2 separate regions of the Danio rerio genome follow, and region 2 is linked to region 1. A link is a contact called in public Micro-C data. All regions are on one chromosome and are shown on one strand. Each heading gives the region's core, a stretch centred on a gene start, on an enhancer-like site or on the middle of the called end of the contact. The rest is flanking DNA. Distances are from core to core; before and after follow the strand shown. Region 1 overlaps bahcc1b (BAH domain and coiled-coil containing 1b). Region 2 overlaps bahcc1b (BAH domain and coiled-coil containing 1b).

The links. A called contact is a pair of places that touch in the nucleus more often than the background predicts.
Region 2: a contact with region 1 is called in a Micro-C map of caudal fin, with 2.8 times the contacts expected there. The contact joins two enhancer-like sites. A contact is called at or near these places in 2 of 18 Hi-C or Micro-C datasets (caudal fin and hematopoietic stem cells) and 1 of 4 datasets of contacts at active chromatin or transcription factors (gastrula embryo).

The regions. Positions count from the first base shown.
Region 1 is chr12:36,480,565-36,484,650 of GRCz12tu, reverse strand. bahcc1b (BAH domain and coiled-coil containing 1b) reads left to right here. Exons shown (of 29, transcript XM_073918670.1): 21 at 2,597-2,747; 22 at 2,868-2,985. Among named protein-coding and RNA genes, the nearest start is that of fscn2b, 120 kb to the right of the region's middle. Within about 2 kb of position 2,205, at least 9 of the 62 cell types and tissues checked have an H3K27ac peak or open chromatin away from gene starts, as enhancers often do. A contact at or near this core is called in caudal fin, where this site is marked.
Region 2 is chr12:36,654,986-36,659,071 of GRCz12tu, reverse strand. The region is part of intron 1 of bahcc1b (BAH domain and coiled-coil containing 1b); the gene reads left to right. Among named protein-coding and RNA genes, the nearest start is that of bahcc1b, 10 kb to the left of the region's middle. Within about 2 kb of position 1,956, at least 20 of the 62 cell types and tissues checked have an H3K27ac peak or open chromatin away from gene starts, as enhancers often do. A contact at or near this core is called in caudal fin, where this site is marked.

The sequences.
Region 1 (4,086 bases), core at 956-3,455:
GGAAAACAAATACCATTGAAGTCAATGGGTACAGGTTTCCAACATTTAAACATTTTCCGACATAAAATGTCTTCCTTTGTGTTCAACAGAAGAGAATCTTGGGTTTGGTTTGGGACAAGTAAAGGGAGAGTAAATGATGACAGAATATTCAGTTTTAGATAAACTCTCCCTTTAATGAGCCTTTTCCACTGAGTGGTATAGTACGGTATGGTACGGGTCACCTTTATCAGGATTTCGTTTCCACTGTCAAAAGGGTACCAATGGTGGGCATGGTATACAACAGAAAGTTTTAGTCTACGTCATTGTTGCTCGAGAAAATGTCTACAGTAAAGCTGTACGGGTCATTCACATATCATATGAGAAGCACTTCTCACAAAACAGATGCTTTATACACCTTAATACTTGTGTAGAAATGTTCATTATTAGCTTTTCTATGAATATGATTTGATTATAACTGCAGATCAAAAATCAGTGCGAAATAGAAAAAGCCTACTGTGACATCTGCGACAGTATATAAATAAATGCAACGTATATGAACACATACAGACCGTTACAGTTTCCGAATCATACATTTAGTCCTTATTTGAGTTCAAAAACAACACTCAACATGTAGCGTACAGTCAGTGCAAACCTCTCATCTGTATCTTTAATCTTCAGCAGCACATGTAACCTCTATTAGAACTCTGTCATTCTCGAGTTCAAAATAGTCCAAAAGGTGATTATAATAGTTAAACATGGCAGTTTGTTCATGTTTTAGGTTGCTCAAAGAATCATTTGCCCCATTTGGTTTTTTTTTTTTTGGCTTCTCTTTTGTTTTTTTTTCCGTGCATCTCCCTCGCTTTTGTCTGTTTCTGAAAGGATCAGATGTCAGAAGCACTCCAATAATCACGCGCATGTTATTATCATCAGCTCAAGAAGTTTGTTATTTCAAATATAGACAACGGCGAACGATCGCAAAGCTCTCTGGAGAAAGTGAAACCGCTCGCGCTTTAGACGCCCATGGAAAACAACAACAACAGGACAACAGGTTTATCTACTTGGCTTTGTGGCTGTACATTAAGACAATGACAAGGTGTGTTTGAGCTCGGGTCAACCATGGCTTGTTATTATATGTATATAATCATTATGATGTATTGTCTCGGCTGTGTATTTAAAATGGGCGCTTCCTTTGTTTTCATTCTCCTGTCTTTTGACGTTTGTCTGTAAATCCATAGTGTTCAGCTGCGCATCTGGCTCCACCTTTTGATACCCTTTCATTGTTTCATAAAAGCGAACCGAACCGTACCGTACTGTACCACTCAGTGGAAAAGGGCCATAAGGAACCTAGCAGTCATCTAAAGTAGAAAGGCTGTGTTTAAGGATATAGGAGTGCAATCCAATTACCATGTCACATCCTGTCTTCTGTAAATGCTACTTCAATCTGATCATCTTTTAATGGCAGCACTGTTTTCTGTGCAAGATAACCCACTGTCCTGTATTTGATTCATTGACAGTTGAGATAAACATTTTATTTGGCATCTGAAAGTTGTGGTTTGGTGGTCATTGTATTTGTAAATGTAGATTTGGGCCAAGTTTTTCCACTTTTCATGTAATTTTTACTGAGAAATTACTTTTGCAGTAATTGCATATTTGCTTGGTTTTGGTTTACCAAAGCTCCCTGTATTTTATTGAGGATCATTAAACCATTATGCTGCTTCAGAAGTCTGTCTGAAATCAGTTTCATGAGGCACATTCATGCGCAACAGCTGCTTGCGAAGCCGTTGCCTGATAGTGCAGTGAGGCAACAAGTCAGCTTTTGGCCACAGCCAATCTATGCTGGTACATCTGAGCTCATTTATTTGAGTTGTGCTGGACACTGGTGTGATCTAGCTAGACTGCAGCGCCACATAGCGAATTACCCCCAGCGGCCTAGATCTGTCTGCCTTGCCCTCTTGGCACCCATAAAAAGCCATCCCTTTGAGAAGGATTATGCAATCTCGTGTGGTTCGTCCTGTCAGGGGCTCTCGTAAATCTACTCACAATAAAGATAAGATGGGATCCGCCTGCTAATTCACAGGCTGAATCATGCATTGTCTAAATAAAACAGTCAATAGTTTTGAAAGGATTTACACCATAGGCGTCAAGGCTGTCACCGTCGGCCCTTTGTGAGGTCATCAGCGAGGCATGCGAGGGGACTTTGCCTGCCTAATCAGAGGGCGGGAAGAATTCCCACTCCGCTCAAAGAGTGCGATAGAGAACAAAGACACGCATCATTCTTCACCTGTGCCTCACCCTAGAGACACACTTGTAAAATGAAAACCGAACAGCATCACCCCAAGTGACGAAACCTCCATCACATTAATATGTGACAGCTTTTTTTGAGCAATGTTAAGTACTGAGGGCTGTGCACAAGAATGGACCCGTTGGGTGTGAGAGGTTATGATATATTTGTATGAGAGGTTGAATGAATGTTGGAGCCCTAATCACTCTCTCTGGGGCCATTACAGGTGTGTATGTGTGTATGTGTGTGTGTTTGTCTGCGTGCGTGTGTGGGTGTGTGTGTGTGTGTGTGTGTGTGTGAAAGAATGAGACTCACATGCTGTTTCGTGATTGTTAGCAGGCAAAGGGACGAGCAGTCAGTCGTTTGCTGGAGAGCTTTGCTGCCGATGAAGGTTTCCAGATTGACGATGACAGCAGCTTCTCAGAGGGAGAGGAAGAGGAGGAGGAGGAAGAGGAGGAACCAGAGCTGATGGGCAGTGCATTGCCAGGTACAAAATATGCAAACAGACAGGCATGATTTAAATGTAACTGTGTTCATATCAACACAGAATGTGCTTGTGGTCAAAAGAGAATGACCTCTACCTTTAATCTGTCTTTGTCTCAACCAGCCCTGCCCAACTGCATTCTCACCAAAGAAATCCTGAGGGATGGGCTGAAAGTATTGATCTCGAAAGAGGACGAGTTACTGTATGCTGCTTATGTACATACATTGGACCTGCCTGATATGTAAGAGAACCAGACCTGCATTATGGATGGATGGATGTATAAGTAGCTGGATGAATTGGTGGATGGATGGATGGATGGATGAATGGATGGATGGATAAGTGGATGGATGGATGGATAAGTGGATGGATGGATGGATGGGTGGGTGGGTAGGTGGATGGATAGAAAGGTTAATAGAATGAATGACATAATAGATAGATAGAACAATGAAATGACGTATGGATGGATGGATGGATGGATGGATGGATGGATGGATGGATGGATGGATGGATGGATGGATGGATAAGTGGATGGATGGATGGATGGATGGATGGATGGATGGATAAGTAGATTGGTGGATGGATGGATGGATGGGTGGGTGGGTGTGTAGGTGGAGGGATAGAAAGATGAATAGAAAGAATGACATAATAGATAGAACAATTAAATGATGGATGGAGAAGTAGATGGATGGATGGATGGATGGATGGATGGATGAATGGAAAAATGAATGGAATGAATATATGGTTGTAACAATGGACAAATAGATTAAATAATAGATAGATGGAACAATGAAATTATGGATGGATGGATGGATGGATGGATGGATAGATAGGTGGGGCTGGATGGATGGAAAGATGAATAGAATTAATATATGGTTGTAACAATGGACAAATAGATGAAATAATAGATAGATAAAACTATGAAATGATGGATGGATGGATAAGTAAATGGATGGATGGATTGATGGATGGATAAGTGCATGGATGGATGGATGGATGGATGGATGGATGAATGGAAAATTTTACGGAATGAATATATGGTTGTAACAATGGAAAAATAGATTAAATAATAGATAGATACAACAATGAAATGATGGATGGATGGATAGATGGGTGGGGTTGGATGGATGAAAAGATGAATAGAATGAATATATGGTTGTAACAATGGACAAATAGATTAAATAATAGATAAATGGAACAATGAAATGATAGTTATATAGATTGATGCATAGATTTGCAGGTAGATGAATGTAGATGGATGGATGGATGGATGAATAGATGGATGGATGGATGGATGGATGGAATAATGTATAGAGATGTATATATATGTGTGGATAGACCGATA
Region 2 (4,086 bases), core at 707-3,206, 170 kb before region 1:
AATCTTCACAAATACTGCAGAAGACCTATTGGAACCCGCATGGACCCATAATTCTCAGAGAAATCAGTCAAGTTTAGTGAAGGAAATATCATGGTTTGGGGTTACATCTAGTATGGGGAGTGTGAGAGATCCGCAGAGTGGATGACAACATCAATAGCCTGATGTGTCAAGACATTTTAGCTGCCCATTACATTACAAACCACAGGAGAGCGAAAATTCTCCAGCAGGATAGCGCTGCTCCTCATAATTCAGCCTCATCAAAGTTCCAAAAAACAAAGAAGGTCAAAGTGCTCCAGGATTGGCCAGCCCTGTCACCAGACTTGAACATTTTTGAGCATGTCTGGGGTAAGATGAAGTAATTCTTTTCCCACTGCATCATGACTTTATATTCTATACTGTATATTTTTTTCTGTTAAGTGATAAGACATTTGTTTAAGCAAAGTCAGACCTTACTGTACTAATAATTAAAAATCATCAAGATCAAGGCATGATCATATTTTATTTTGGTAATAATCCAGAGGCCTTTGCCTTTCACATAAGTCACTTCTAACACTAAATAATCTGATAAAAATCAAGTTACTATTTGTTGTTCCTAAAACTTGGATAGGCGACAAGACCTTTGCCAGGTAGTGTATATGTCACTGTAGATTAGTAGATTAGCACCAGATAAATGATGTGTAATGTGAGATGTAAAACAAGAGTAATCATTTTAGATATGAAAAGTCCAAAACTGCATGACAACTCTATCTATAACTCTATTTTTTGAACACATTGAGAAGCTTCACAATTTGAAACATACAGAAAGTTGTTATGCAGAAGTTAAATACATGAGGTTAAATGCTTAGCATGAGCAATAGCGATAGTGTTGTTTTGGCCATAACTGATAAATGTAAGATGCTCAACGGTCAAATAGGTTTTTATAAAAATAAAGATTATGCAGGGAACATGTTTTGTGCTCTTAACATCCCAAAATTGATTTAACCATCCGCACCCTAAAGCATTGCTGTAAGAAACTACTACCATAGCCTATATCTGGACAAAAGGAAAATCAGACCTCGGCGTGTCCACGGGGACTGTTTAGCGTAGTTGGAGCCTGTTCTGTCAATAACTATGATTATCAGCTCGCTGAGGTCATGCTACAGAGGGAGGAGAGGCCTCGAGGTGTCAGAGGTGGAGCGCGTATGCCCACAAGGTATAAGGACCTGCACTTCAACAACATGTGGGTGTACTTATATACGACCTTACCAGAGTCACCCCAGCCCTGCCTTCCAGGGCTCTAATCATAGTCTCCATGTCCTCAAGCTACACAGTGTGGTCAGCAGACATTCTGGCTGCAGTGGAGAAACTTCAGATGCCCGCATAATTTTCTCCTTTTTTAACTGAATCTTACCAGTGACCCCGGCTTGGCCTCTCGCTCACCCCTGCCTCCGCACGTCTAGCACCCGACCGAAACAACTTTACGCCCTCCTGCTCAGAGTCTCGTGTACAACGCCGACTTCCAGAGTTCAGCCAATTGTTTTGTATCAAGGCAATAAATCTGAATTGTTATTGTTCGCCCTATTATTTGCAAGCGAGGGTATGTCTGTGTGTCAGAGCAGCGCTGCATGCGCGAGCCACAGGTTGCACATTTGGTTTTAATTGCGGCCGTTTCAGTCCAGGGCAAATGGAAAGCACATGGAAAGCCCTCCACCTGCCTTGAGTCAGCTACTGACAGAAACACAGCAAATCACACTGACAAGAGGAAGGGAGGCACTGAAAGAGAAGGGGGAAAAACTCTAGCGAGTTGATAGAGGGCGTGCAGTGAATAATTAATGATGGATTCAGAAGGAAAATAATCTTTAAAAGGTAAAGGAGAACAATTAAGGCTTCGAGACTAATGAAGTGCAAGTGAACAAGTTTTGGTTGCGGGTAGGGGGCGCTGTTTTTCATTGGCCACACATGATCCTTGTGTAGCGTTTGGAAATATGCCTGTGCCTGGCTGACTTGATAAGAAACACATGCAATTCGGACAAAGAGACTCCTCTTGTATGATTCCCTCTGCAGAGGCGAGAACATAAACAAGCCGATTCAAATTAAAGAAGCCAGTGTCAAAATATTTCAAGCCACCCAACCTGGACGGAACAGATTTCAACAGAAACAAGACTGAGATACCGGCCTAAATGCTTGACAAAAAAGAAATCTTTGATCTGGCAACAGAAGCAAGTGATGAAAACTGTTTTATGGAGAGATAAAACAGTGAAGTGATTACAAAGAGGACGAAAAAAACATGACAGACTTCCATCGGCTTGGTGTTGCTAAGGCCTTGAAGTGCGGTTTAACTCATGCGCTGCATTTTATGTTGACTATACAGACTGATTTCAGCTGCATTTAATACTTTAAACCTTTACTGTTTAAAGGTCACTGGTATTTATACATAATGCACGCTGTCGTTTTCATATGAGGAACATCCTGCATTGTGTTACAGTTTACAGAGGCAGACGGATATCACATGTGTGAGGCTAAAGTGTTTTCGCAACTAAAAATAGTGTCTGTGGGAAAAATGTGTGTTTGCTGACAAGTTTCATTCATGCTGGTTTTGACTAACTGTATGAACAAGCAACCTTTTACAAGCCACAGATTTGAAAAGTCCTTGGAAGCTTGTTGGAAATCAGACTGCACATACTTTTTCCAAGTCTGTCACCCCAAGTGTATTCTGCACGCTGACATACACCATGCTTAAGGGCTGCAAATATCTCAATATCTAATTTGTCTTTTCAGGACAGGCTTGTAAACAGTTTGCTATTGCAAGCCTATTTCCACATAAGAGTAATGAAATTTTTATTATTGTGAAAAAGTACAGTCATGTTTCTGTAACAGTTGCTCATAATTTCTACTTTCTAGCTTACATTTATGACTTGGTATGTCCAAATTGCAAGTTCAGTTCTCAGAAATGCAATGTTATCTTAATAGCAATCAGCTAAATCTCATAGTTGTGGCTTAATTTCTCATAATTGTGTCTATAACTGACCATGTTATTTTATATCATTAAAGGGTCACGAAACACCAAAACACATTTTTTGAGATGTTGACAGTCAAATATGTGTTCCATGTTGCTAAAACACTATAAGGACACATATATTGCACGAAAAAGTAAAAATTGGTTGTTTTTGCATTATTTTGAGCAAATTCATCCTTTTGGTTTGAAAATAAATTTTGAAGCTACATCACGGCCATGAGATCCTTGTGTAAATTCCAGCGTGGAGACTGGATGTCTGTACTGGCGGGTACAATGTGACGTCTTTAAGCTCTCAGCATTAGTTCATGAGAGAGACTTGATTCGAACCAATCAGCACACTCTATTGTGAATGAGGTGCAACTTCATTGATATGCATGATAGCTTCGAAGACTGTTTTTACCTGTTACAGTGTTCAGACGGCAGAGAGACGCCACATTGTGTTGCCAACCGTAATTCAAACAAGTGGAAGAAGAAGAATTGTTTGGAAACATGGGTCGTCAGTGTTCTGTTTTTAAATGCGCTGCAATAAAGGTTTTGTTTTCAATTCCCCGCTATGAGAGTGCAACTTGACTCCTGCAACCTTATACTTCAAAAGTATAGTATTAGTTTCTCATTAGAATAAAATGGGACTAGAATACACAATTGTAAAGTTTGACTATCATACCTGCCAACACTCCTGTAACGGGAGTCTCCCGTATTTCCACTTTTCAGACCCATCTCCCGCTACCCTCCTGTTTTGTTATTTCTCTCGGAAAACTTGTGTAACTCCCATCTTTCCCGTAACATCTTTCTTCACTGTTTTGATACAGTCTGTGAAACCCTGGGTCTCCCAACATTGGTAGGATTCGATTGCAGCGTTTGCCTGAAAGACGCTTCATAGGATAATTACTATTACTAAGACCACAGTACCCGGTTCTCAACAGTGTTATTCAGATACCTCACCCCGAACCAATCTTCCGGATTTTCATAGACAAATGTTGGCAGGTATGCTGACTATATTTTGCTTTTTTTCATAACTGCAACTGTATATTTAAAAAATCGGAAGCCATTGATTGATTCTTTTCTCTCCTACCAGCTGACCGCTTACCTCC